Regions from separate parts of the Mus musculus genome. Here regions 1, 2, 3, 4, 5 and 6 are each linked to region 7. The links are chromatin contacts, called in public HiChIP or PLAC-seq and promoter capture Hi-C maps. All regions are on one chromosome and are shown on one strand. Each heading gives the region's core, a stretch centred on a gene start, on an enhancer-like site or on the middle of the called end of the contact. The rest is flanking DNA. Distances are from core to core; before and after follow the strand shown. Region 1 holds the start of Eif4a1 (eukaryotic translation initiation factor 4A1). Region 2 holds the start of Zbtb4 (zinc finger and BTB domain containing 4). Region 3 holds the start of Sat2 (spermidine/spermine N1-acetyl transferase 2). Region 4 holds the start of Chrnb1 (cholinergic receptor, nicotinic, beta polypeptide 1 (muscle)). Region 5 holds the start of Sox15 (SRY (sex determining region Y)-box 15). Region 6 holds the start of Aurkb (aurora kinase B). Region 7 holds the start of Rnf227 (ring finger protein 227).

What was found. Promoter capture Hi-C pulls out the DNA fragments that hold promoters and counts their contacts. HiChIP or PLAC-seq counts read pairs in DNA pulled down with a chosen protein or histone mark. Capture Hi-C pulls out chosen DNA fragments and counts their contacts.
Region 1: a promoter capture Hi-C map of liver shows a contact between it and region 7. The contact joins the promoter of Eif4a1 here to the promoter of Rnf227 in region 7. A contact is called at or near these places in 6 of 39 promoter capture datasets (cranial neural crest, hippocampal neurons, liver and 2 more), 1 of 115 datasets of contacts at active chromatin or transcription factors (pancreatic cancer cells) and 1 of 9 other capture datasets (liver).
Region 2: an H3K4me3 HiChIP or PLAC-seq map of bone marrow-derived macrophages shows a contact between it and region 7, with 2.2 times the contacts expected there. The contact joins the promoter of Zbtb4 here to the promoter of Rnf227 in region 7. A contact is called at or near these places in 1 of 39 promoter capture datasets (frontonasal cranial neural crest) and 1 of 115 datasets of contacts at active chromatin or transcription factors (bone marrow-derived macrophages).
Region 3: a contact with region 7 is called in a promoter capture Hi-C map of adipose tissue. The contact joins the promoter of Sat2 here to the promoter of Rnf227 in region 7. A contact is called at or near these places in 8 of 39 promoter capture datasets (the C10 cell line, the HPC-7 cell line, cranial neural crest and 5 more), 1 of 115 datasets of contacts at active chromatin or transcription factors (embryonic hindbrain) and 2 of 9 other capture datasets (adipose tissue and pancreatic islet).
Region 4: a promoter capture Hi-C map of liver shows a contact between it and region 7, with 2.8 times the contacts expected there. The contact joins the promoter of Chrnb1 here to the promoter of Rnf227 in region 7. A contact is called at or near these places in 2 of 39 promoter capture datasets (embryonic stem cells and liver), 2 of 115 datasets of contacts at active chromatin or transcription factors (bone marrow-derived macrophages and pancreatic cancer cells) and 2 of 9 other capture datasets (adipose tissue and liver).
Region 5: a contact with region 7 is called in a promoter capture Hi-C map of second pharyngeal arch cranial neural crest. The contact joins the promoter of Sox15 here to the promoter of Rnf227 in region 7. A contact is called at or near these places in 8 of 39 promoter capture datasets (the HPC-7 cell line, cranial neural crest, frontonasal cranial neural crest and 4 more), 2 of 115 datasets of contacts at active chromatin or transcription factors (memory CD8 T cells and pancreatic cancer cells) and 1 of 9 other capture datasets (adipose tissue).
Region 6: a contact with region 7 is called in a promoter capture Hi-C map of adipose tissue. The contact joins the promoter of Aurkb here to the promoter of Rnf227 in region 7. A contact is called at or near these places in 2 of 39 promoter capture datasets (cranial neural crest and embryonic stem cells), 1 of 115 datasets of contacts at active chromatin or transcription factors (pancreatic cancer cells) and 3 of 9 other capture datasets (adipose tissue, liver and pancreatic islet).

What each region holds. Positions count from the first base shown.
Region 1 is chr11:69,669,893-69,673,785 of GRCm38.p6, reverse strand. Eif4a1 (eukaryotic translation initiation factor 4A1) reads left to right here and starts at 1,363. Exons shown (of 11, transcript NM_144958.4): 1 at 1,363-1,507; 2 at 2,810-2,858; 3 at 3,039-3,171; 4 at 3,514-3,653. The coding sequence starts at 1,485. It overlaps Senp3 (SUMO/sentrin specific peptidase 3), which reads left to right. Exons shown (of 11, transcript NM_030702.4): 11 at 150-676. The coding sequence ends at 260.
Region 2 is chr11:69,764,370-69,768,032 of GRCm38.p6, reverse strand. Zbtb4 (zinc finger and BTB domain containing 4) reads right to left here and starts at 2,121. Exons shown (of 4, transcript NM_029348.2): 1 at 1,948-2,121.
Region 3 is chr11:69,620,274-69,624,047 of GRCm38.p6, reverse strand. It overlaps Sat2 (spermidine/spermine N1-acetyl transferase 2), which reads right to left and starts at 1,996. Exons shown (of 6, transcript NM_026991.3): 1 at 1,716-1,996; 2 at 1,504-1,555; 3 at 1,258-1,341; 4 at 1,087-1,188; 5 at 896-936; 6 at 170-557. The coding sequence starts at 1,781. The coding sequence ends at 390.
Region 4 is chr11:69,793,624-69,797,273 of GRCm38.p6, reverse strand. It overlaps Chrnb1 (cholinergic receptor, nicotinic, beta polypeptide 1 (muscle)), which reads left to right and starts at 1,337. Exons shown (of 11, transcript NM_009601.4): 1 at 1,337-1,452; 2 at 1,540-1,679; 3 at 2,261-2,305; 4 at 3,015-3,124; 5 at 3,282-3,390. The coding sequence starts at 1,395. Fgf11 (fibroblast growth factor 11) reads left to right here. Exons shown (of 5, transcript NM_001362623.1): 5 at 1-1,206.
Region 5 is chr11:69,652,446-69,656,363 of GRCm38.p6, reverse strand. Sox15 (SRY (sex determining region Y)-box 15) reads right to left here and starts at 1,327. Exons shown (of 2, transcript NM_009235.2): 1 at 465-1,327. The coding sequence starts at 991. It overlaps Fxr2 (fragile X mental retardation, autosomal homolog 2), which reads right to left. Exons shown (of 17, transcript NM_011814.2): 17 at 3,067-3,760. The coding sequence ends at 3,665.
Region 6 is chr11:69,044,230-69,047,841 of GRCm38.p6, reverse strand. Aurkb (aurora kinase B) reads right to left here and starts at 2,205. Exons shown (of 8, transcript NM_011496.2): 1 at 1,834-2,205; 2 at 1-57. The coding sequence starts at 1,881.
Region 7 is chr11:69,339,406-69,342,818 of GRCm38.p6, reverse strand. Rnf227 (ring finger protein 227) reads right to left here and starts at 2,023. Exons shown (of 2, transcript NR_027827.2): 1 at 1,761-2,023; 2 at 178-1,660.

The DNA.
Region 1 (3,893 bases), core at 114-2,613, 330 kb before region 7:
CCCAGGCTTAGTCTATAATGGCAGTGTGTATGAGAAACAGATATTTTCTGAGAAATTAAGATGTATTTTGTGTGAAATGTGTAGCACAGGTCCTGACTTGGGAGGGTGCTCAGTAAACTGTTCTCATGGTCTACTTTGTTAACACCCAGTACTGCAAGCACCTGGCCCTGTCTCAGCCATTCAGCTTCACCCAGCAGGACATGCCCAAACTCCGTCGTCAGATCTACAAGGAACTGTGTCACTGCAAACTCACTGTGTGAGCCTCATACCCCAGACCCTTAGCCCATCAGTGGGCAGGGGAAAGGGAGACCCTTCCCAAGAAACTCTAGTTCCTTTTTGTTTCTCTACCCAATTCCCTTTGGATTTTCATATTTAAATGTTTGGTTTCTGTATTTTGTTTTTTTTTGCTGCGAGTATATTGATTTCTGATGGGAAGGGAATGGCCACATAAAAGCAAGCCTCTTTCTCCCTCTATAGGAGAATGTTGCCTTGTGGCCTAGGTGGAGCAGCCATTCCTCCTTCCATGTTCAGAGGGCAGGAAAACAGTGTGGGGGTGGTGGACGCGCAAAGGGATTACTGCCTGCCCGATCTTCAAACTTTTTTTTATATATATAAATATATATAAAAATGCCACGGTCCTGCTCTGGTCAATAAAGGATCCTTTGAAGATATGCAAGTGGTGGTCTTCCTTAAGGGGCCTCAAAATAGTGGCTGTGCTTTATCTCAGGTCTTCTTCCAGCTAACACTGTTAGCGATCCCCATTTCAGGGCTTGAGAGTCCAGCTTTCGATAGATGCCATCCCCGGGGAGCAGATGGCAGTAAATATGAATTAAGACTCGCTTATTCATGTAAGGAAGCCCAGGAGAAACTGGAAACATACTAAATGAACCAGTGATTGAGTGGGACAATCCTTGACAGCTTATCCCCCTATGCCCTTTAACCCAAAAGTGGGTTCCATCCTTTTTGTCTCCAGTCGGGGAAACTTACTATCCAATGAGATATCGCTACAATATTTTCCTGAACGGAAGAATAAATAAAACTTGTCCTGTAAAGAAAACCCAGGTAAAGGAAAGTGGCAGTCCAGACTGCCCGGAAGTTCCTGGAGGCTAAGGCCTCACCCCCGTCGCTTGATAGGACCTGCTGAGCCACATGACTAAGGCACGATCGCCTCCGCACGTGTAAAGGTGCTGGGTTCCAAGATGGCTGCCCCGCCGCGAGGCCCGACTTAAGTATGTCACTTCCGCACCAGCGAGAAAGGCGGACCCTTCAGCCAATGAGGCCATAGGGCGGGGCTAGGCCATGATGGGCTTTCAAACTACCCAATAGGGCGTCCGAACTAAAGCGCCTACAAAGTAACGTCACGTCGAGTTGCAGAGCGCCGGCAGGCGGGGCAGAGGTGGCCAAGCCAATGCGATGGCTGGGGCGGGGTCGGACGCTCTATAAGTTGTCGATAGGCGGGCACTCCGCCCTAGATTCTAAGGATCATGTCTGCGAGTCAGGATTCTCGGTAAGAAAGGCTTTTGCAAAAGGTTATGGCTACTTACCCCGTAGTTCCCTCCAAAGGGCCCGCCGTGGGGAAGTTGAGAGGCCCATCGCACCGAACCTACCAGGTTGCGGGAGAACCGAGCCGGGAGGAACCGTCCGGGGTTGGGGGGGTGGGGGAGATTCCCATGGCCGCCGCTGACCCCAGTGTGGTTACGGGGAAGGACGACCTGGCTAGGGCGGAGGGCGCGAGCTTCGTCACGAGGCCTCGGCCTGTGGGAACGCCGTACGCGAAGCTCGGATACTGAAAGGCAAGATGAGGTCGCGACATAACGTGGGAAAGAGGCGGCTGCGCGGCCCGGAGCCGGCTGGTCTGGCTGCCTCCCTGTGTCGGGCAGGGCGTGCGAGCGAGGGTTCCGGAGAGTTCTGGCGGTACCACTCGCGACAAGCAGGGGTGCCCCGGTCTTCAGCGAGTCCCTCCGTCGCGCTTGGAATGTGGGTCGGGGAAGAAGAAACCGGCCGATCAGGGCGCTGGCCTTCTTGACGGCCAGGAAAGAGCCTAACCCGGAGGAGCGGCCGCGTGAGGCACGGGGAACCCACCCGGCGCCTGGCGGGCGGGTCCATTTTGCCGCACAAGCCGGGCAATTGGCAAACTGCGGATGGGCAGGTCCACTTTCCTTCGGGGGTGAGCGGCCTGAGGTATGGGAGGGCGACGCCATTTCTCGACGGGGGCGGGCGGGTTGCGGATTGTTCCATGGCGGGGGAGACGCCGCCGAGTGGCGGAGCGAATGAGCACATGGCCGCTTGAGAGATTCCCCTCCCCCAGCCTGTTTCGCTTGTCTGTTGTGCAATCTCCCCCTTTGCGAGCGCGGCTGGGGCTCATTGTGCGCGAGGCCGCCACCGCCCGCGGCCTCCCACATCCGGGTACTGTGGAGGGGGGCCGGCCAGAGGGAGTGGGGGAGGGCGCGGGCGGCATGACGTGGGGGGAAGGGGATGGCCCACCCACGGAACTCGGAGGTGGAAGGCGGGACTTCCGGTGGCCTTGGTGTTCATCCAGGAGGTGCACGCGCTTTGATCCACCAGACCTAGAACATGTGGGCCTGGCTGCAAAGACCGCATCTCGGCGTTTTGTGTATGAGAGAGAGAGAGAGAGTGTGAATGTGTGTGTGAATGAAGTCCTTTACAGCCGCTTGATCTTAAAGGAGCGTCACTCTATGAAGTGCCTCTTGATGGTTCTTTGGGAGTACATGGGAGTTGGATCGGGAATGGGCTGGTTGCTTCCACTCTGGTCAAGGCATGAAGCAAAACTAGTGCTTTGAATCAACAGATCCAGAGACAATGGCCCCGACGGGATGGAGCCGGAAGGCGTCATCGAGGTAAGACCAGAACCTGCGGTTCCCACTTTATTTTGTCAGAACAGGCACTTCCTTAGCGTGACAGTGACCTTAGACATTTGGAGTGGTAGAACAGAGCAACCTGTAGGATGAGGTGACTCCAGCTTTAGTGTAAACACGTTACTCGAAGTGCCTAAGTTTTTTTTTTTCCTAATCCTGCAGAGTAACTGGAACGAGATTGTGGATAGCTTTGATGACATGAATCTCTCAGAGTCCCTCCTCCGTGGTATTTATGCCTATGGTTTTGAGAAGCCCTCTGCCATCCAGCAGCGAGCTATTCTTCCTTGTATCAAGGGTAAGACTTGTACTGGACTAGATTGGACTGGACAGAGTGGTAGGGAGTTGGTGGGCATAGCAACCGGGAGGAAACATCCTTCTTGGATCTTGGATTTTTAGTTTTGTTAGTACATAGGTCATGCCTTGGATGCATGGGTTTGTTTCCAATTAGAGGCTTTGTTTTTATTGCTCTACATCTAGTCTAACAAGCTGTTGTGAGTTCATAATATTTTGGCAAAAGTTTGTTTGCAAACCTCTACCATTTCATTTACAACCTTTTTTCTGTTACTGATGTCATGAAGTAAAGTTTCAAATATCCTCTGATCCCAAGGTGCACATCTAATTCTTGATCTGGTTGTAGGTTATGATGTGATTGCTCAAGCCCAGTCTGGGACTGGGAAAACAGCTACATTTGCCATATCAATTCTGCAGCAGATTGAATTAGATCTAAAGGCCACTCAGGCTTTGGTTCTGGCACCCACACGTGAATTGGCTCAGCAGGTGAGATTGGTGTGTTTCCTATATGACTGGTTTAAGAGAGAAGAGTACTAGTGGTGAGTGATACAGGTAGATTGAGCACTGCAAGTTCAAGGCCACCCTGGTCCATAGAGCTAGTTCCAGGACAGCCAGTACTATGACGTTTACCTTAAAAATAAGACAATTAGAAGAAGGTTGAGGACATTGTCTTAATGCCACTGGGTCTTGTTGACAGCTTTTAGTTCTATTGAGATTTGCTGACCT
Region 2 (3,663 bases), core at 872-3,371, 430 kb before region 7:
CTGTCCTCCGGGCCTCATAGGCAGACAGCCTCCCTCACCCATTCCAGAGGATACAGCTTTAAAGCTTTCTCACTCCTATATGTGTACACACAGGCTAGATGACACGCACAGTAGGGCACACAAGGAACACCAACGGAGTGAGCAGGCGTACATGTGTATCTCCCACATGCACTGAAGGGCCTAGGCCCCAAAGGTGAGGGAAACCTGTTCCAAAGAATCTGCTTAGTGAGCAAATTCTGTCCAAAGCTCTTCCACTGTCCCAGGAGTAGGGCTTCATGTGCGTCAGAGATACCGGAAGGGGGGTGGGGGAGAGGGCAAAGCAGGAGGAGACTGAAAACTCCTGATCCCTTTTTCCATTTTAGTGACAAAAGTCACACCCAGCCTTTACATAAACATGACCAAGGAGCCGCTCTGTCTAAGCTCACTTCCCTTATGGGCGCCAGGACTTTTCCTCCCTATGGCCCTAATGTGCTGGGCAAACACAGAGACCCTGCAAAAGGAGAGCAGTGCCACCCAACAGCACCCATTCCTGCCCCTTTCGCCTGCCTAGTGTTTATCTCCCAACTTTCCCATAACATCTCCTGGCAGCCCTACACCCGTCACTTAAGCACACAGAAGGTAGACATGCACACCAAGCCTTCCACTGGCCTCCTGGGTCTAAGGCCCACATTGCCCTTGTCACGCCACCTCCTCCTAAGTGTTTTCTGAGCAGCTTGCCTCCAGGCCCAACAGCCCAGACAGGCTCCCACAAACAACGTCACCAAAGAATCCCGTGGAGAGTGTTGCAAACATGCAACCTTTCCCGTGCTTGGCTTCCCAGGATCCCATAAACACATCTTGCATGTCCCACCCAGAACCCCTCACCTCACATGCTCCTGAGGATTATTAGGTCTGAGTTCCAGACATGCAGCCCCCCGTGAAACTCGTACATCACAGACACACAAATCCATCCGCCTTTCTGTCCTCTACACAACTGGACCACACCTCATCAGGACGACAGAAATGGAACTCAGGCGTGATACCTTCTGATTCAAATGTCCACAACTGACTGCACTCTTCAAATGGGTACGCACACCCCTCATTCTGGTGTCCACCATAACACACACACACACACACACACACCATGCCAGCTATGCAGAAAACAAACATTCATAAACATTCATATGTACAACACAAGACATACGTGAAGGAAAACACACGCTGACAAAAACTATATACAAATCCTCGAACAGCACACTTAAGGTATCTGTCACCTAAAGCCACAGAGCCAAACCTTGTAATTCTGTACCAATAAGTACCCCCTCCTGGCTTTCTGTCTCTATGTATCAGGGAGGGCCCTCGCAGACCCCTCGGTGCCAGACTGGGAAACCGTGTTGCCCAGGAGGAGCAGTTTACCTTGCCCCACAGTACCGCAGGAGGCACAATCTCCAGGACTCACTGCAACAACCCTTCCCCGACGGCGCGGCGGTTCCGGGCCCCTGCTCGCACTGCGCACCCTGCACACCCCAACTCTGGGGCGCTCAGAGGGCCACCCCTCCCCCTCTCTGCCTGGCTCCTACGCCATCGCCCTCCCAGCAGCTTGCAGCGCTTGCCCGGGATCACACCCGCCCCAACCCAACCCCCAACCTGCCCCACAGAGGCAGAGGGAGGGGGCATTGGGCTGCAGAATTTAACCCTTCATAGGTGGAGTGATTGCGACCCTCTTCACGGCCCCAGGAGACCGAGTCCCCCAGTCACGGCTCGTTGGACACCATACCAGGGCGCTCTTAAGTTGCTCCCCAGCGCCGTGCACGTCCGGGGGCGGGGCTTATTAGAACCCCCGACCCCTGCGCCCCTAGATCAACCTGGAAGGGGAGCGGTCGCGGGGCGCGGCTCCGGCCCCTGCGGCGCCGGGCAGCGGAGAGGGGGCATCTTCCCTAGCCCTGCCCGGTTCGCCCCGGGGCCCACCTGACTGCGATGGCGCCGCGTCTGCCAGGCCCGGCTCATCACCGTGGCCAGCCCCGGCCGCTTGGGTTTCGCTCTCCTCCAGCTCCGGCTCCGGCTCCGGCCCCGGCCCCGGCCCCCCCCAGCGCCCGGCCCCGGCCCAGCCCCACCGCCGCCGCCGCCGCCGCTGACATCATCGGCTCCCCCCCCGCCCCGGTCCTCCCCCCCACCCCACCCCCGGAAACAGTCCCCCCCCACCCCCCCAGCGCCGCCGCTGAGAGGAAGCCAGCAAAGCGCAGACGACACCGACTCTGGACTCTGAAGTCTGATGGCCAAGGCCTGGTGGATCCCTCACAGGGAAAAGACTCGGGGCTTCCCGCAGAATGCACACCTTACGGGGCGGGCAGTGACCTAGACCACTCATTCCCTGGGAAGGGACTCACCCCCACGCCCGCCCTTCCCTCTGCACACCCTTCACTCAGGGGTCACATCGCCTAGAGCACGCTGCGTGGGCACAGCTGTTCACCACAGACACGCACACCACACACATGTTCTCCGGGGCCGCAAACTTACAACACGGCAGATTCACATTTGGGCCCCGTGGAACCTATAGATCCAAAGTGAGCACCCTCGCGAATACCTAGGGATTATCACCAGACCCACTGGCAAGAAAGACCTCAACTCCGTAGAACAGATGATCATTAGTGCAGATAAGCACAAAGCTTGGAACTTTGTGTCACCAGTGGAAAGATTCGCTTCTGTGTCCCTGCATATAAATGCAGAGGCCTTGGTGTGGCCTTCCCAGCACAACACTAACCACACGCCAGGTGGAAGCATGAGAAATGTGACATACATAAAAACAAACAAACAAACAAAAAATTCCTGGAACCTCCATGGGACAATGCTATAGACGGCTCCCTAGTTGCAAAACTAAAGACTCTGGAGAGGCCCGGCGTGATGATGCTGTGGAGCCAGAGGCAAGTGGATTTAAGGACTTGGAAGCCAACCTGATCTAAACAGCAAGTTCCAGTCAGCCAGGGCTACAGTGTGATATCCCTGCTTGAAAAAACAAAAACGAACACCCCCATCCCCATAAAAAAGACCCACTTCAGGAGAAAGAGGAGCAGGCTCTCCCCGAAGAGCATGAAGGTTCAAGCCCGCCTGCGCTCGGGCAGCAAAGGCGGAAGCTCTGCAAGCTCAAGTCCATGCTGGTCTACGAGCGGGTTCCAAGCCACTCGGCCTAGACAAGCCATACAGCCACAAAACCACTCCCACACTCTTTTGTTTGTTTTGTTTTGTTTTGTTTTGTTTTGTTTTGTTTTGTTTTGTTTTGAGACAGGGTTTCTCTGTGTAGCCCTGGCTGTCCTGGAACTCACGCTGTAGACCAGGCTGGCCTCGAACTCAGAAATCCGCCTGCCTTCCCAAGTGCTAGGTTTAAAGGCATGCGCCACCACTGCCCGGCCACTTCCACACTCTTTCAAACATCTACTTCCGGTACCTATAACCCCAAGCACTTTGGGAGATAGTGGCATGAGGACCAAGATTTCAAGGCCAGATTCCACAGGCCTTTTGAGACCAACCTGGGCAATACTTAGCATAAAGCAAAAATCAAAACAAACCACCAACCCCCACAAGCTGGTCAGTGAGAGAACTGCTCTTGCAGAAGACCCAAGAGTTCCATTTCCCCCACATCCAAATACGGCCATTCACAACCACCTGGAACTCCAGCTCCAGGGGACC
Region 3 (3,774 bases), core at 747-3,246, 280 kb before region 7:
ATACCATTGCTTATTCCCTCTTGTTCTTTTTTTTTTTTTTTTTTTTTTTCTAACAGGCTAGAGGCAAGACTAGGGTGCCCAGAGTCCTTGAGGCCTCCATGACCCCTGCCTCTTTGGCTGTCCCAGCCCTCATCAGAACAATGTTCAAATAGAAGGGCTTCAAAATGGCTGCAGCATCACATCCTCTACCCATGAGGGCAAAGCAAGTATTTTATTTGTGGTTCCTAATAAGGCTTCTCCCTCTTCCACTCTTTCTGTACTTCAGGAGTCTGCACCCTGGGAGGCCTCTGGGTGAGCGAGCGTCTGTCTGGGTCAGTGCCTATGGTTATGGTCTTAGGAAAACTTGATATGGTGATCCCAAAGAAGAGGCAGGAGAGAGAGGGCGTAAGTCAGCGTCCTGCCAACTCCCTCATTGCCTCGCCTTCAAATCGAAAGGAGAGCCAGCCTTCCGATTCAGTCAGATCTTGAGCCCCTAGAAATTTGTACAAGTTCACGGCCTTCTTGTTCCAATCCAGAACTGCCAGGCGGAACTGGGAGCAACCCTTATTCAGGGCAACCTGTAGAAGACATACGCTTACTGCACAGGGCTCAAAAACTAATGGCTGGCACACACCTTTAATCCCAGCACCTTTAATTCCTGCAGAGGCAGGCAGACCTCTGAGTTGGAGGCCAGCCTGGTCTACAGAGCAAGTTCTAGGACAATCAGGACTACACAGAGAAACCCTGTCTTGAACAACAAACAATAAAAAGAAAAATCTTTCTCATCCCCCTCATTCAACCTCGACACTCCCACTTACGTGACTGATTGATTGATTGATTGATTGATGGTTTGGCTGACTGGCTGGCTTTCGTTTGGGGGCGGTAACTAGTTTGTAAGCCCCACCCCTTTGCTCACCTCAGCCACCTTTTTGATTATTTTGGTACCAATCCCTTGACCTATAGTGGAGAAAGGGACAGGAAGGACTATTATTTGAGTTGAAAGGGTATCAAAGGAAACTATAATCTGAGGTTGGGGTAATGGGATAGGTCTGAGGACTGTTCATTGGGTCTGTGGGCATTCTGTCCATCCTTAGCCCCAGCCAGTACCCCGATATTGCGGCATCACATAGATGTCTTCCAGATAAACGTTTCGTCCGGTCCATGTGCTATAGATGAAGTAGTACAGCCCATAGCCCACCACAAGGGACCCTGAAAATGAGAGAGAAGAGTGAGGCTTTTGGGAGGAAAAACACGGAGGATAACTGCAGGCTTCCTTACCTTGTGACTCCCCAGGTGCTGGGATAATCTCTGCCACCAAACAGTGAAAGAAAGGGTTCTCTCCAAAGCCATCTGCTCGCAGAGCTATAAAGATTGGAGGTATGACAAAAAAGGCAGAGATGGGCCGGGAAAAACCGGAACTTGGAGTAAAGCCCAGTCCAGTAGTTACGATCTTAGGACTCCATCCTTCCACCCCATCACCCGCCCCCCATCTCAATCAGGACCCAGGTGCACAGCCTCACCCACCTTCTTCACTGATCTTCACCTGATGGGACAGTTTCTCGAACTCTGCCAGTTCCTATAACAGGGGTACCAAAACAACATTAAGGCAGGAAGGTCCTGATCTCTGAGAACAGGGTCCAAAGGTGCACCCTCATTTCTGACTCCCCAACTCCAGCCAAACTGCTCCCAGCCCCCCACCCCCACCCCGCACTGTTTTTCCAAACCGCAGTCTTTACCCGGATCATCCTCATAATGTCTCCACAATCGCTCTCCCTGGCCTCTCGGATTCGCGTGGAAGCCATTCCGAGCCTCACTGTCAAAAATCAAAGATCACAGACAACTCCCACGTTTGCAGAACCGCGGAGGTCTGGTCTCAAAGCTCAGGTCTCAAAGTGCTGGGAGCGAGGGGCAGAAGAAATGCTAGAAGCTTCTAGACAAGATTCTGGCACCAACCGGTCTCAGCTGGGAGGATTAGCCGGCCTGGTGGTCTCTTCTGCCAGAAAAGGCCTTAAATTCTGAGCCCCCTCCGGGCCTCCCTGCAGCCAATCAGCTTGCTGCTTACGACCATTTCCCCACCCCCACCCCCTGGTCCCGCCTCGCCTCGCTGTCCAGTGACTGGACTCTGCGCCGGACTACTTAAGCTTCCTGTTTGTTTGTTTATTTTTTGTATTTTGTATTTTATTTATTTATTTTGGTTTTTCGAGACAGGGTTTCTCTGTGTAGCCTTGGCTATCCAGTCTGTGTCGTACATACCTCAAGCTTAAAAGTCCTCCCCTACCCTGCTTTAGTTAGAGTACACTCCAGTTAGCTGCTTTAGTTTTCACTCTTAGCCGTCTAATCACTGGGGCATCCCCGACCCTGAGGGAGCCCAAGACCCCCGACCGGTTCCTGTAGCTGTCTTTGGTAGTGGAAGCCCTGTGCTATGCCTCTGGCAGCTTTTCCTCCTTCCCTTCTTTGGTTCTAGGCATTAAATCCAGTACTCAGGACATGCTGAAAAAAGCCCTACACTTGATTCCTATAGCTGTTTTGTGGCTCATAATGGTGTCCTCAAAGGGACAGTTGTGTTTTGACGTTTCCTCATTAGGTTCTGTTAACAAATCCCTGTAATTAACAGTAACAGCAGGTCCCTTATTCTTTTTTCTCCTTTATATCTGATAGGGTTTGTTGTTGTTGTTGTTGTTTTGTGGTTTTTTTGTTTGTTTGTTTTTTGTTTTTGAGAGGCTGGCCTCGAACTCAGAAATCCACCTGCCTCTGCCTCCCAAGTGCTAGGATTAAAGGCGTGCGCCACCAAGCCAGGCCTGATAGGGTTTTCAGGGAGTGGAAGATTTTCCTGGATATGTAGCCCAGGCTAGGCTCAAATTTGCTGTGTAGCCAAGGATGATCTAGAACTACTGATTTTCCTGCCTCTACCTCCCCAGTGCTGGGATTATGTATATCACTATATCTGACTTAGCCTCAAACCTTTGATGTTCTGGGCTCAATACCCCTTTGTTCTCCAGTAGCAACTGGGGCTACAATCTTGTGCCACCGTGTCCACCTCTTTTTTTGCTTTGTTTTTGTTTTTGTTTTTTTGAGACAAAGAGTCTCACTCTAACACCCATGCTGGCCTGAAACTCATGATACAGCTGAGGCTCTCCTCAAACTCAAAGCAGCCTCTTATCTCTTACAACTTCTCCAGTGTCAAGTGTTTGGGTTGTCGGTGTGAGCACCACGCCCACTCAGCCTTGAGTTCTTATTTTATTTTCAGTGAGTGAGTGTGCTGTCTGTGCAGTTGTGCTTGCTGGTGCATGCGAATTCTCGGGGAGCAAGAAGTCTAGGTTGAATCTCTTCTTCAGTTACTCTGAGAAAGAGAGAGAGAGAGAGAGAGAGAGAGAGAGAGAAAGAGAGAGAGAGGCCTTCCACCAAGAAGCCTGGAGCTCAGCAGTCAATCCTGCTAGGCAGGCTGGCCTCTGTACCCTCTACTGCTCCATCTTCCCCAGCGCTAGGGTCAAAGGTGTGTGCCACTCAGTCCAGGTGGATTGTAGGTGTGGGCCATCCAAACTTACAGCTTCCTGTTTGCACAGCAAGCTCTCTACTCTGGAGTTCTTTCCCCAACCAAGTCTTGAACTCTGGATCTGAGCCTCAGTAGCTTTGATTACATTCCCTCCCCCCACCTCTACCCCGCTACATCTGTTTTTGTTTGTTTGTTTGTTTGTTTTTGTGTGTGTGGGTATGGAGTGTTTGTGCCTGCACTGTATATATGTCCACCACGTTTGTCTCAGGATCCCTCAGGGGATAGGAGAGGATGTCCATTCC
Region 4 (3,650 bases), core at 88-2,587, 460 kb before region 7:
GATTAATTAAAAACTGATTGGCTCTGAGCTGTGCTTGGTGGCACACACCTGTAATTCAGCACCCGGGAGGCTGAATCAGACAGATCCTGAGTTGGAGGCCATCCTGGGCTACAATAGCAAAACCCTGTCTCAAAAGCCAATACACACACACACATACACACACACACACACACACACACACAGAGAGAGAGAGAGAGAAAGAGAGAGAGAGAGAGAGAGAGAGAGAGAACTAATCAGTACTGAACGGATCAAGAACCACTTCTTGCTTTTCCTAAATAATTTTCTAAAAATAGTCCCTCCAGAATACTAACCTTACTTTTACATGGTTTCTAGTTTCAGCATTCCAACTAGGGTTCTGCCAGGGAGACAAGAGTCTGGGGAAAGATACAGGAATTCTGGAAGAATATACCTGGCTCCTAGAAGGGAAGCTGAGAGGGAGAAAATGCCATGGTATGATTGAACCTGTGTCTGAACACTTAGCTACCTCAGCAGGAATTCCTTCCAGATCCCTTTTAAAGCTGAGGACTTTCGTTCTGATATGGTATGCTGCATCTGTGAGGTAAAGGAGAGGAGGAGAATCAGGAAATAAAAGGCTAGCCTGGGCTACCTAGTGAGGTCAGGGCCAGCCTAGGCTATGTGAGACCCTGTCTCAAACAACAGGAAGCTAAGGTCTACAATGAGAATAACTCTAGAATTAAAAAGGACAAATAGGGACACAGCCTTGACTCCCCCTCACAGCAGAGAGACCCCCAACTCAGCAATAAGTTCAACTTCTCCGAGCCCTCTACAGGTCAGGCTTAGGAAACGAGGAGCCTCTTGGGCTCCCAGACCTCATATGTATCCCCAGAGCTTCTAACTAAATAGAATTTACTTTACTTTACAGCTTTTAAACCTCAGGTGGGTTCTAAGTACCCAAAAAGGACCTGAAAAACGGAGAAAGCCATGGGGAACCTCTAGTAAAATAGGAGGTAGATTCTGAGTCTAGCAGATGTAGGTGGAAACGTCTATTGAGGTCCTAAGGGAGGGGCTAGTGCTCAAAGACAGGTCACTTTTCCTCAGGCCCTTTTACTTCTGGCTTGTTGCAAGAGATGCCCCCCTCCCTCATACAAACCCCGCTCAGGCTCCGCCCATCTCCTGGCACTGCTCTCAGGGGACGGGGTCTCCACTTCATGCTTTCTGTAATTAAAGATGATTTATACAACCGGAGTGTTATCTGACATTTGTGAGTGGAGGGCGACTGCAGTTGCTCCGGGCGGGACCAAGTCCCGAGGGCGGGGCGGGTGGGCTGGCGTCTGGTCCCCCGACAACAGGTGCACATTCCTGGGCGCCTCGTCACTTCCCCTGGCCTGAGGCCGCTATCCGGACAAACTTCACTGAGCGAAAGAGGCAGGGCCATGGCCTTAGGGGCGCTGCTTCTGCTTCTAGGGGTACTCGGGACGCCCCTCGCCCCAGGTAAGTCAGTTTGGGTCTCCAAGAGGCAGTGATGAGCAATGGTCACGGCCAGCCCCGGGAGCGTCACTTAGTGCTTTCCTTCGTCAGGCGCCCGCGGGTCGGAAGCCGAAGGCCAACTGATTAAGAAACTTTTCTCCAACTATGATAGCTCGGTGAGGCCGGCGCGGGAGGTGGGAGACCGCGTCGGGGTCAGCATCGGCCTCACCCTGGCGCAACTCATCAGCCTGGTGAGAGCGGCACTGCGGGTGGAGTCGCTGGGCAGGACCGACTGGGGGCGTGGCTTTAGACGCTGCCCAGAAGATCGACAGCCTGGGGGCGGGCGGGTTATGCTAAGAGGCAGACAAGCCTTTGGCGGTGATTGGGTAAAAATCAGACCAATGAACTAGTTCATGGGCGAGGCCTCTATGATAGGTACAGAATACTGTTCTGCTAACTCGCCTGTGGGCGGGTTTTGAGGCGGAGCTGGGGCAGAAGGACCTGCTACCGGGAGGACCTCGAGGCGGGGCTGTGTAATATTCTAGCAAAGTCCAGCAGAGCTTGGTACCTAAGCAGTCAATAAACAACTCTGAGCGGAGATTCAGAGTTGTATCCATTAGACGCCGGGCGTGGCCCGTGACTTAACCTCGACGTAAAAGAAAGGAAAGCAGGCACCAAGGCTGGTGTTTCGAGATTGATATGAGATGGAGTTTGCACCCAAGAAGGTGCAATTTAGAGAAAGGGACTAGAGATTCCATGGAGAAAGTAACTCACCGAACCCTCGTTTCCACCCACTTCATTTCACTTCTGCCTTTTAACTTTTCCATTCTAGAACGAGAAGGATGAAGAAATGAGCACAAAGGTGTACTTAGACCTGGTATGGAGACCTCGTGGGTTAGGGAAAGGCACCCTGTTTCCTTTATATTAATCTCCTGGAGTCCTCATCCCAGTAAGATTTTTTTTTAATAGTAACTCACAACGTACACATATAATAACTGAAACAGAATTTTCGATCAACAAATTTAAGATACAAGTTTGGGGATCACTAATTTGAATTCCCATCCTTGAAAGATCCTGAACTGCATGCAGGTTGAACATCACTTTAGGGTGGCTAGTTCAATCTCTTCAGTTATTTCTTAAATTATTCTATTTTTATTTTATGTGAATGGGTGTTTTGCTTGCATATGTCTGTGAAGCACATGCATAACTGGTGTCCGTGGAAGCCAGAAGAGGGCCCCTGTTCTCCTGGAACTAGAGTTACAGATGTTTGGGCCTTCCACGTAGGTGCTCGGAATCTATTTTGGGTCCTCTGGAAGAGTAGCCAGTGCCCTTAACCAATGAGGTATCTCTTTAGGCCCCTTCTTCGGTTTGAGACTGAAAAAAGAGAGTTCAGTCCAGGGCTCGGGACTGGGCGGAGGAAACCAGTTGACGTGAATCCCAGACAGTGACAGCATAGCCAGAACCTTTTTTCCTTTTCTCAGCCCTGTGCTTCTCCCCTTTGCACCCTCTTCCTGGCATTCTTTCTGACACCTCAAGCCTCTCCCAGCCCTTTAGCCTGAACAGCCCTTTAGCCTCTGCTTCCTTAGGAGTGGACCGACTACAGGTTAAGCTGGGACCCCGCAGAACATGATGGCATCGATTCTCTCCGCATCACTGCTGAATCCGTTTGGCTCCCTGATGTGGTGCTGCTGAACAAGTAGGGTCTTTCTAAAGCCTGGGCGGGGTTGAGGCATGAGGGGATTAGGGTAAGCCATGGTGTGTGTGTGTGTGTGTGTGTGTGTGTACCATCGGGGAAGGGGCAGGGTCTCCGGGGGACAGATCCAGATCCCATATGAAAAATCTCTTCCCTTTAGCAATGACGGAAATTTCGACGTTGCCCTGGACATCAATGTTGTGGTATCTTTCGAGGGCTCTGTGCGCTGGCAACCCCCTGGCCTGTACCGCAGCAGCTGCAGCATCCAGGTTTTCAAGCTTTTGTCTGACCTCAGGCTTCCTGACTCCCCAGCTACTCCCAATCCAGTGCCACCGTTCCTCCTGACCCAAACCTCTCGGTTGTCTGCCCTGACTTTCCACTGCCCTGTATCCTTGCTTTGGGATTCTGCCTTCTTCAGAGGTTGCCTGCCATATTTCTGATTCCCTTCTCCTTTGTAACCCGAGTCCAGTGACCTTCCAAACTCCCCTAGTCCTTCCTTGCCAGGTCTTTGGCAGCTCCAGTGTCTTCC
Region 5 (3,918 bases), core at 78-2,577, 310 kb before region 7:
GTTTGCAGCAGACAGGGTTAGAGCTTGCCATTCAGCCAGCCTTGCTGGGTACAGCAGGCATGGAATGGGACCCTAGGGTGACTTAAAGAACAAGGTAGTTCTGTTGGGGCATGCTCAGCAGGCGGCTTGCGTGCTGCACGGCTGTTTGCCTCCTGGGGCAGCAGGCCAGGAAGGAGCAACAGGATGGGCTTGGTCTCTCCTTGCCCCCAGGGCTGGGAGAGGAAGATGGGTCACACAAGGGCCAGCCACAAGGAGAAACTGCCATCCAAAAGGCAGAGGTAGGACACATTAGTTGAGATGGAACAGCCACTATCCTGAACTCTGGGCCCTCAGCCTGGTGTAGCTTCTGCTTGGGTGGATTTGGGTTTAACTTGGCACTCTGGCCTCTGTTCCCACCCAGCTCTCAAGGAAGGGGGTCGTGTGGGAAGCATGGAACAGACAGATGGACACAATTAGGCACTCACGTGTAACTGCCAGGCAGGTAGGCTGTCGAATAGTTGGGGGGCTGGTACCCAAAGCCTCTGCTCCCTTGGGTAGTTGTGTACCCTGGCCCCCAGTGTGAGCCACCACATGCCAGGCCACCTCCTTCTTGGCTAAAGGGGACAGACCCGGTGCTCGAGTTTTTGCTCTTACGCCGGGGTCGGTACTTGTAGTCGGGATAGTCGCGGAGGTGGCGGGCACGAAGACGCTTAGCCTCCTCCACGAAGGGTCGCTTCTCTTCATCGCCCAGCAGCTTCCACTGAGCGCCCAAGCGCTTGGAGATCTCAGAGTTGTGCATCTTGGGGTTCTGCTGCGCCATCTGGCGGCGCTGAACAGAGCTCCACACCATGAAGGCGTTCATGGGCCGCTTCACCTTCTCCAGCGGAAGTCCCCCAGACGCTCCAGGGCTCCCGCCGGCCTCCTGCTCCTGGGGTCCTAAAGGCAAAGAGGCCGTGGAAGCCCGAGGATGCAGGCTCCAAGTCTCTGCTTGTGAGGAGCTGGTCAGCGCCATGGGTTGGAGGTGAAGCCTCTTTGAGAGGGCGTCTTGAATGCCCTTCTCCCAGAGCGAAGACTGGACTAGGAATATTTGGGTACTTAAGTATCTTCCAGAGCGCTTGAATCCAAACTTTGCTCCCAGCGATCGATTGTCACCTCTGGGAAGCTGAATTTAGAATCCTTGTCTGGAGCCCTTTACCGGAGAGGTAGTGTTCTCTCAGGTCTACCAGTCGCTCTTTCTACCCTCTGCTTCAGCGAGACAGGGTTCTTCTGTTGAAACTGCAGTTTCAAGCGTGCAGCTCTTGGTCTCCACAAAGTCCCAACAGCTGCCAGGAGTGCACCCAGGTGCTACAGGCCTTTCCCACCTGTACTCAGCCTCTAAAAGGCTGACTCCTCCCCAGACCCCTCCCAGTGGCTGTGCGGTTCTCTCCACCCCTCTTCTTTCTGCAAACCCAGGCGTCTTGTTCTTCCCAGTCCTTACACCTCCCCCTAGGGCACCACACCCCCCTAACGTTCCACCGGAGGCCTGGACGGCAGGCCTAAAAATTGTCTCAATTCTCAAGCACCAGCAATTTAAAGTAACTTCCTTCCCAAGAAGGGGAACCAAAGGCTCCCAGGGTCGATCAAACCCGGAGAATTTAAGAAGCTCTCACTCCCTATCAAAGCCTTTTCCGGTGTCTGTTGCTCCTTAAACCCCTGATCTGCCCCAGGGGAAAGAAACTCAAGGCCATTTTTGTTTTCTTAGTCATTCCAGCAGGTGCTAGGCAGATGAAAACATTCAAAGCCACTTCCAGTCCTGAGGTTCCCCATTGCCACTGAGTATTGCAAGTTTCATCTTTAAGCCCAAACCATGGACATGCCTCTGGGCCTGCAGATACACTTTTTAAAAATCTTCCTATTTTTTAAAAGGTTATGGATGGGGTGGGGCACAAGTGTCACCACTTTGTATATAGAGGTCAGAGGATAACTTTCACAAGTCCGTTCTCTTTCCCAGGTCAAGGTGGAGAGGTGGTAGTGGCTATCTCCGTGACTGATCTCAGGGGGCACCTAACCTTCTGAGCTATGGTTTTTGTTTTTTTTTTTTTTTTGTTTTTTGAGACAGGGTTTCTCTGTGTAGCCCTGGCTGTCCTTGAACTCAGAAATCTACCTAAGTGCTGAGCTGTTTCTTTACCCCTTTGATCCCTTTTTTCTTTTTTTTTTAAAGTGTAATTATTTGAGACAGGGAGTGCAGCATATAGCCCTGATTGGCCTGAACTCCTTGCTCCTTGTGTAGACTAGGCTGGACTTGATCAAGATCCATCTACCTCTGCCTCCTGGGTACCGGAATTTTTTTTTTCTTTCTTTCTTTAGTCTAATAATCCTGTCTTGCCCTTGAACTCACTCGATCCACCTGCCTCTATCTCGGACTAGAGTTCTGGGATTAAAGGCGTGTGCCCAGTACTGCCCAGCAGTTACATAGTTAAGAATCCCGATTTCCTCCATTCTAAGGTTTCTGGGAGAAAGCATTCAGCACACCCTCCTGAGGATCACGTTCAGTTCACCACAGTGCAGTGCACTGTACCTAGCTCTGGCGCTTCCCAATTCCGATAGTCACTACTCTTTACCCTTGAGGCCCCTAAAAGCTGAGGTCAGTGACATGGATTCTAGAGCTAGAGTGACACCAGGCCAGAAATACAACCTGCCCTCCTGAGTTCTAGAGGCTATGGTGAGGAAACCCTATTTTCCTCTCTGCTGAAGGCCCAGCCTGTGCCCCAGGCCCCAGATAATCGGATTAAACAGCCTGCTCAGACTCTCAGCTTCTACCAGGAACAGCTCCAGCTTCACGGAGCCTGGCCTATCCTCCTGTGACTCAGGGCTCAGGAGTGGCCCAACTCTCAACAACCAAGGGAGGGAAGAAACAGCAAGGTCTGAAGCACGGTCCTCTGGCCACGGAGAATTAAGGATGCAGCCATTCCCAGAATATCATCTTCCTGACACAGAACGAGGAGCTGATAATAAAGGCTATAGAACGAGAGCCAGGGACCAATGCCGGTCAGCCCTAGAGATTTAAACAGCCCAGACTGGGGACAAAGGCAACATGGGAAACACAAGGCCATTTGGATTTTTTTATTCTCTTTTTAAATACTGTACAGTGAAAAATAAATACGCCTTCTCATCCACCAGACAAGGTTATTTCCTCCCAACTCCCCTGGGAGACCTTGTCACCCCCCTTCATACATACCCCTGGTTCTATTCCAAAACCTTCCCCATGCCTCCCACCCACGAATACCCTCACTATCCCCGTCTTCCACAGTGATGAGGCCCCAGAAATGGGGGGTACAGGATGGGAGGAGGGATAGCAGGGGAGCCCCCCTGAACTGTCAAATCTGGGTGGGTCAAGGAGCACCCCCACCAACAGGCGGAGAATGGGGGTGTTCAGAGGTCGGGGCATTAGAGGATAAAGGCACATCCAGTCTGAAAGGGAAGGGGAGGCTCCCTCACCCTGGGGGTAGGGTGGACAAGAGGGAGGGGTATGACCCTGTTACACACCCCTCCACTAGCTCCTGGAGGTTGGGGGGGACCCAAGCTGCTGTGCCACCCCCCTCCCCCGTAGATAAGAGCAGCTCCAGCGCAGGTCAGTTGGACCCATGAGGGCCATGGTGGTGGGCAGCAAGCGAGATGGAGAAAGGAGGGATGTGGACCGGAGGTTTTATGAAACTCCATTCACCAAACTACCCAACTCCAAGGGGGCAGAGAGCTCCCCATTCTCTGAGGGGCCCTTGGGAAGCTTGCTGACAGAGTCACCCTACAGAGGAAGCAGGAGGAAAACAAAAAGGAAGCAGCTGATGAGTACAGCAGATGCAGGCACGCCTTCCTTCTCACTACAGACACACGTGGAGGCCAGGTCCCTCACCCCCCTGTGCTCAATCACCACCAGCCCTGTCTTCTGTTTGTGCCGGCTCT
Region 6 (3,612 bases), core at 956-3,455, 300 kb after region 7:
CGTGGCGGGCTCCTTCCGTAGGACTCTCTGGGACAACGTGTTCAGGCCAGACTGAGACTGAGGAGCAAAGGGTGACTCTGAGGGCGTCCTTGTCCCGGTAACCTGGCCAGAATATGCTACAAGGCGCATTTCAGCTGCTTGCTAAAGGACCCATCCACTCACAGTTCACAGAACAATACTGATACAGCACGGTCTGCCTGCCTAGCCAAGAATCTACTCATTGCTCCACGTGAAAGGGGTTATTAAGAAACAACTGGCAGCCAGCAGCAGTGGCACACACTTGGGAGGCAGAGGCAGGGAGACCTCTGAGTTCTAGGCCAGACTGAGTTCCAGGATGGCCAGCGCTACTCAGTGAAACTGTCTTGAGAAAAACAAAAGTAACTTGCAAAAATAAAATGAATAAAAAGAATGAAACAACTTGAGAGCGTCCAGCACACATCCACAACCCCAGCACTAAGGAGGTGGAGGCTCCTGGTTAGGAGAAAGGCAGCCTGCAGCCTGAGCTAAAGAAGACCTTGTTTTGTTTTGTTTTTTGTTTTTTGAGACAGGGTTTCTCTGTGGAGCCCTGGCTGTCCTGGAACTCACTCTGTAGACCAGGCTGGCCTTGAACTCAGAGATCCACCTGCCTCTGCCTCCCAAGTGCTGGGATTAAATTAGTGCACCACCACCGCCGCCGCCCAGCTAGAAGACCTTGTTTTAACATCACCCTCCACAAAAATAATTAAAAAGCAAAGTAAATGAACGAATGACAAAACAACCCAAGGCAAGAGGCTACTACACCAATTCCCCTGACCCCAGCCCACCGCAGGCACATCACTGCCCAGTCTGGATAGTTCTAAACACATCACCCAGGCTTATGTAAGAGCCTGAGCTTGTGAAGTTGAAACAAAACTTCATCTCTTTCTAGGAACAGAACATAGGGATACTGATGGCTTTAGGGGTGTTGCAGGATATTTGACCACACTGTGACCCTCGGGGATGACAAATTAGGCCAGGAGAATAAAAGATATGTTTACACTTGGGTCACTTCACTTTCAAAGTTCTCTGAGTAATAGATATTTTCCTGTGATAGTAAATCAGGGTAAAAGTAACAGGACTGCACGCTTGTCAGTTTGACTCAGGGCTCCACAGAGGAGGAAGCTGGGACAAGGAAAGAGATAGACTGTCCAGGATGCTCAGGTCCCACCAACAGGGAACAGACTATATACAGTGAAGGGCTCTTCATCTGGGGGTGGCCACAGGATCCCATCATGTAGCCAAGTGCGTTACGGGTGTGCTGTATTACAGGTGTGCACCACCGTGCTTACTATCTCCAGTGTGGCGCACACGCACGCACATACACACAGCATTTCAAATCTACTTGGATTCTTACTTCCCACCGCTCAGTACGATACATTCCAAAGCTGGAGTGTAGTATGGATGGTACATCAAAACTTGGAAGCTCTGGGGTTTCATACCCAGGGCCGTACATAAATATTTAGATCATTCGGAACCTTTTAAACCGTAACCTTCTATTCTATAATCTATTTCCTGTGTAGTTAATTTTTTCAGACTCGAGAGTGAGATTCACGACCCGAAAGCACGATGATGTTTGCTCAGTCCCAACTATTATTGTACGTGACGAGCAGGCTCAGCTCTACGGAAGCCCTCAGATTCAGGTTGGCAACATCTGCTACGGTAAGACTGCAAGTGATCAGACTGAGTTTTGCAAGCAAATTCTTGAGGCCCACACGTCGGAAACGCTTAGAGTCCGGCCATTTGCAAGGCCAGCCTCTATCTTCATGGACTCTTCTTCCGGGGGACGTGGGGCGGGGAATGTGGCCAGGACCTTACCGTCTTTGAGCCGTAGGGCCACGGGTAGGCGTTCTCCTTCTGAGCCATTCTCCAGGGCGAGAGCGGGAGGGGAGCTGGACAGAGAGGGAAACAACAGCGAAGGCAAGAGATGCAGAGGCAGATCCCCGGGGAGTGCAAGCCTGGGCGGGCAGAAGGAAGCGAGTCAGCACGCAGCCAAGGTCGGGGGTACTCCTGCACCTCTCCTTCCAGGCGGATAGCGGGCACGTGGATCCGCCCAACGGAACCCGATCAGCCCCGTGGACCACTGCAGCCCCCGCAGTTCCCCGCAAAGCCGCAGCCTACGCCACTAGGCGCTCGCACACGGAGAACCGGTTTACCCCGCGACCCGGACGCTTTCGAATCTCCCGCTCTAGGTCCATTGGCTGAGCCGCCACTCAGCCCACTCTCATTGGCTACGTTTTTTGTGATGTAGTCATTGAAACAGAACGAAGGTGTGGCCTAAGAGGCTTCTTTTTACTAGTTTGAAACTGTGTCCCAAGATGTGCACGCTCCTTTTTCTAGTTATAAAAAATTAAATATTTAAATTGGGCGGTGGTGGGGCGCACGCCTTTAACCCCAGCACTCGGGAGGCCGAGGCACGTGGATTCGTGACTTCGAGACTAGCCTGGTCTACAAAGCGAGTTCCTGGTCAGCCAGAGTTACACAGAGATACCCTGGGGGGAGGTAGAAAATAATAATTATATATAAATAAAATATATAGAGTAAACATTAATATGACCGAGTTCTTTCCGAAGACCTTGGTTAAATTGTCTGGTTTCCACGAAAATTTAGATGCTACCCTTAATATGATCTTTGAAAATACAGTCTTTTTTCAGTATCTTTGGTGTATTGCCTTTACAATGCCCCATAATATTCAATTCAAGCAGATGCTTAGGTCTATTATATATACAGACATAATATTGTATATGACACAGTATTTGCATAGGGTCTGTAATTCTCTAGGCTTCATTGATTAATTCCTAGATCACCTAACTACCTAATACAATAAAAATACTGTGAGACAGCAGTAAGACCTAAGTTAGGGAATATGATGCCGGGAAAGTCTACTACTCAATACAGATGCAATCTTCTAGATGGGATGGGTAGAGGTGTAGGTTAGACAGACAGACAGACAGACAGACAGATAACAGTTGAATCTGTGGGTGTATAAATCATGAATTTGGAACTGCATTTCTGGGTTCTCTATCCTACCTGTCTGTTTTGTATTTGGTTTTTGTTTATTCAAGACAAGGTCTCTCTGTCCAGCCCAAGTTGGCCTTTAATTCAGCCCAGGCTGGCCTTGAATTTCTAATTATCTCACTGCACCACTGACAAGCCCAGTTCATTTCTTCCGTTTGTATTTTCTTAAGTATCCTGTTTTCCTAGGAAGAGCTTTCAGCCAGTGGCATGGTCTACATTCCTGGGCTAGGTACACTCAAAATCCACTCTCTTGCACATTTTTTGCTTATGTGTCCTTACTATTTTGTTCTTTAAAATCCTGCAAGGTTTCTGACAGTAGGCTTGTAATTTTAGCACTCTGGAGCCTGAGGCAGGAGGATTGCTAGGAGCTCCAGGCTACAGTGTGAGCTGTTTACTCCAAAAATATATATAAATTAAATCCATTTCCAATTCTATACGTTAGCAATTCCCGATGAATTAGCTCTTGGTTTTTCTTATATTCCTTGAGTCATGGTAGAGATGGCTTCTGCTGGCCAAGTCACACTGAAGCTGGCCACGAGGGGTATTTTCACTACTTTCGTGCTAAGGGCTGATATTTCA
Region 7 (3,413 bases), core at 774-3,273:
CACTGAAAGCCACCTCCCCAGAGTCAGCAGAGGTCACCACAGCACCACAGCTCCACTGTGGAGCAGACACCTTGTTTTATTTTGTTTTAAAGAACTGGGATGACTGTGGTGTCCCTGAACTGTTGGACAGAACTCCGTCTTAGTCAATAACGTTATTCAATAACAGTCTTTCACAGATTGAATGAGCCCAGATACTTTATTCTAGAGACTATTACATTCAAAATAAATTCAGCAAACATTTTTTTTTGAATACATATAACATTAACACTGCTATCGGCTCTGGAGATAGTCACTTGAAATTTATACTCTAGAAATACTCAAAACATAAAATAGCAGAAAATAAACATAGCATTCCCTTTGGCAACACGTATAGAGAAAACATACACATTCCCACAGATGCATGCTGGCCTCCAAAAGGGGAGATTTCAGCTGGAACCGAAGGACAGGAAAAAGACAAAACATTTTACAAATGGAGGTTTATACCCTAGAACTACATACATTATTTGTCATTAAAAACAAAATCTTGAAGACCTCTGAAAACTGAGGCCTTGTAAATTCACATTTGTAGCTCAGAAAAATTTTTCTCAAAAGAATGTCACTTTGGCACTTTAATGCGTCACTAGTGTTTTAAATGTTCCACCTACAGCTGATGATGCCATCTCAGAGTGACTAAGAGCTAAACCAGTGATTCTTAACTTACATACACATACCTGGGATTCTAAAACTACCGGGGAATGTGGACTGGGGTCCTGAAATTCTGCATTTCTAGCAAGCTGTGAGACCAACCAACACTGCTGGTCTTGATTTTAAGTCTACAGTAAGATATTTACAGGACTTTAGAATAGAACTAACTACATACAGTAAACAATGTCCCATTATGGGACACAAATTAAAATTATGTGAGCATCTTTTTTTTTCTTTTCCCCAGTATTGCTACAGAGTCAGTAAAGATAACAAAGGCCTAAATTTTGCTTCCTTTATCAAATGGCTCACCCATCTTTGATAAGCCTTTAATAAGGCCTCATGTAAATAAATGCCCCTTGGATGTTTTCATACCTGCCCTATCCAGCTGAAGGGAGGTTGTATATGCAAGATTCCCAATCATAAGCAGGGAGTCAACTCAGTAATTGCTGGAGCACGGTAACAAGAGTGGGAAGATGGCATGCCAGCAAACACAACCAGATAAGTGAGATTGACATGACATATAAATTAGCTTATCCCCTGTCCTGTCCTTTTTTCCACAGTACACATTGTCAACCACAGACCACTGCTAAAATTGGATCCTTTGCTTACACCACAGACTCTGAACAAACGCCAAAGCTTTGTTATTTTTTTTTTCTTCCTACATTATGGTAGGCTTTGTTTCTATTATCCCTTGGCCACTCCATCCTGAAAATATAATGCTGGCACAGTCTAGGAGCCTTCGCCGCTCAGAATCCACACCATCTAGGGTCCTTTCTGTTGAGCTCCATCTCCATCACGCATGTACCAATTCCAGCATCAGCCTTGATTTCCAGGTAGTCTTGACATCAACCTTTTGTGTCAGAGCACGCCTGAGGATGCTGCTCCCACCTGCTTTCTGCCATAGCTCTGGGGTTCCTTGGTTACAGCGTACAACGGGTCATGTGGGCAATGTCCTTGACCTCTGGACAGTAGAGCACTGGAGGAAAGAAGAAGGGTTAGTGGCAACAGGAGGATGCAACTTGACCCAGCATTCTTCGGTGCAATGTACCCAGTATCCTCCCTAGGCCGCCCCTCACCATTGCTAGGCAACGGACGCCGCAAGCGGCGTGCCGGCGCCAGGACCCTGTCCAAAATTCGGCGAAGCGCGCGCCAACCCGCACTTGGAGGTCCCGCCCCCTTCTCGCTCTCCGCTTCCCCGTCGTCGTCCTCTCCATCCTCTCCGCTGTCTTTGGCCGGGCTCCCCATCGGGTCTCCTTCACGCTCAGCCCGGGCTTTTTCCTCCAGCCGTGACCACAAGACAGGGTCTAGCGCGATCTCCGTGACGCCGCCGCGCGGGAGCGGGGAAGGCGCGCGGCAGAACGGGCACGTGACAGCGCGGCGCAGGCGCACCACGCGCGCGGCCGTGCGGCTGCCGTCGCCCCGCGCTGCCAGCTCGCGCAGGCAAGCTGTGCACAGCGTGTGGCCGCAGCGGGCGCGCGCCGTGCCAGGCAGGCGGCGGGGCGCACGGGCCCCGAGGTTGTAGGGTCGGAAACAGATGTTGCAGTCCAGCTCACCCAGCTCGGGAAGAGAGGGCACTCTCATCAAGAGCTGCATCGTGGTCACCGTGGCCCGAGGGCTTCGATCTCTAGGCGGCTAGGATACAGAACGAATGAGCCCTCCTTGGGCCAGGGCAGGGGCCTGGGGCCCGCGCCGCCGCCTCTGTCCCCTTTTAATAGTGAGGCCCCGCCCTCGAGGCGTCACGCGCAGATGGGCCGCTCCCTTCCGAGGCACGCGTTGGGGCGGCAGAGGCGCGAGGCTGGACTTGCGAGTGGGGATGCAGCGGGCTGAATGCCCAGGACAATGCCAGAATTACCCGAGGGAAGAGGGGGGCACGCTCCACCCACAGCCTCCATGGCGGACTCCTCACCCCCAGCAAAACACTAGCGCTGTCACTTAAACCTACCTGATGCAGGTGTCCAGGTCTCCTCTTGCACACAGTCACTAGCACAAGTCTATATGGCCCTGTTGGCCTATTTGTCACATGTTCATACTCTTTCACAATCCCCTCCTGCCCTTCCCCTCACAAACAGGCAACATATGCCAGGTTTACTGTTGGTTCTGCCCAGTTTTAATTGGTCTTCTGGATGTTTGGATTGTGCCCAGCCATAATTCACTCTGCCCTCGCCTCTCCTTTTTATACATGGCCTCTTGGGTTCTTTGGAAGGCTGGCTCCCTCAAATTCCTCCCCCTACCCCCTCTGAGAGTTTGAGTCCAGCTAACACCTCAGCACAAGGAGGGACCTAGATTCCAGGAGCATGGCCTTAGGAATGCTGGGAATCTTTTCCTTCCGGAGTATCCAGACTTGGACACCCACACAGCATGATGGTGGAAACGAAGCAGCTCTGCGTGACTTCTGACTCAGGGGTCTGACTTCTCCCACAGGTAAACAGGACGTGGTACTCACAGCCCACATTCCCTCACGGTGTGGCACCCACACCCAAGCTGCCTCCTCAGCCTCTCGAACCCAGGCTCTGTTGCGGAGGATAATAACACAGTCTTGACACAGCTGGCTCAAGAACAAATCCTAGTTGTGACACCCACAGACAAGTTACTTCATTTCTCTGGGCCTTGATTTCTTCATCTACAAAGTGTGGGTAATAATAGTAAGGATGGAAAGAGCTTGTGTTTGTAAGGTGCTTTAAATGGTGCCTGATGGTACACAGTAAACATCAGATAAGCAACAGCTGTTA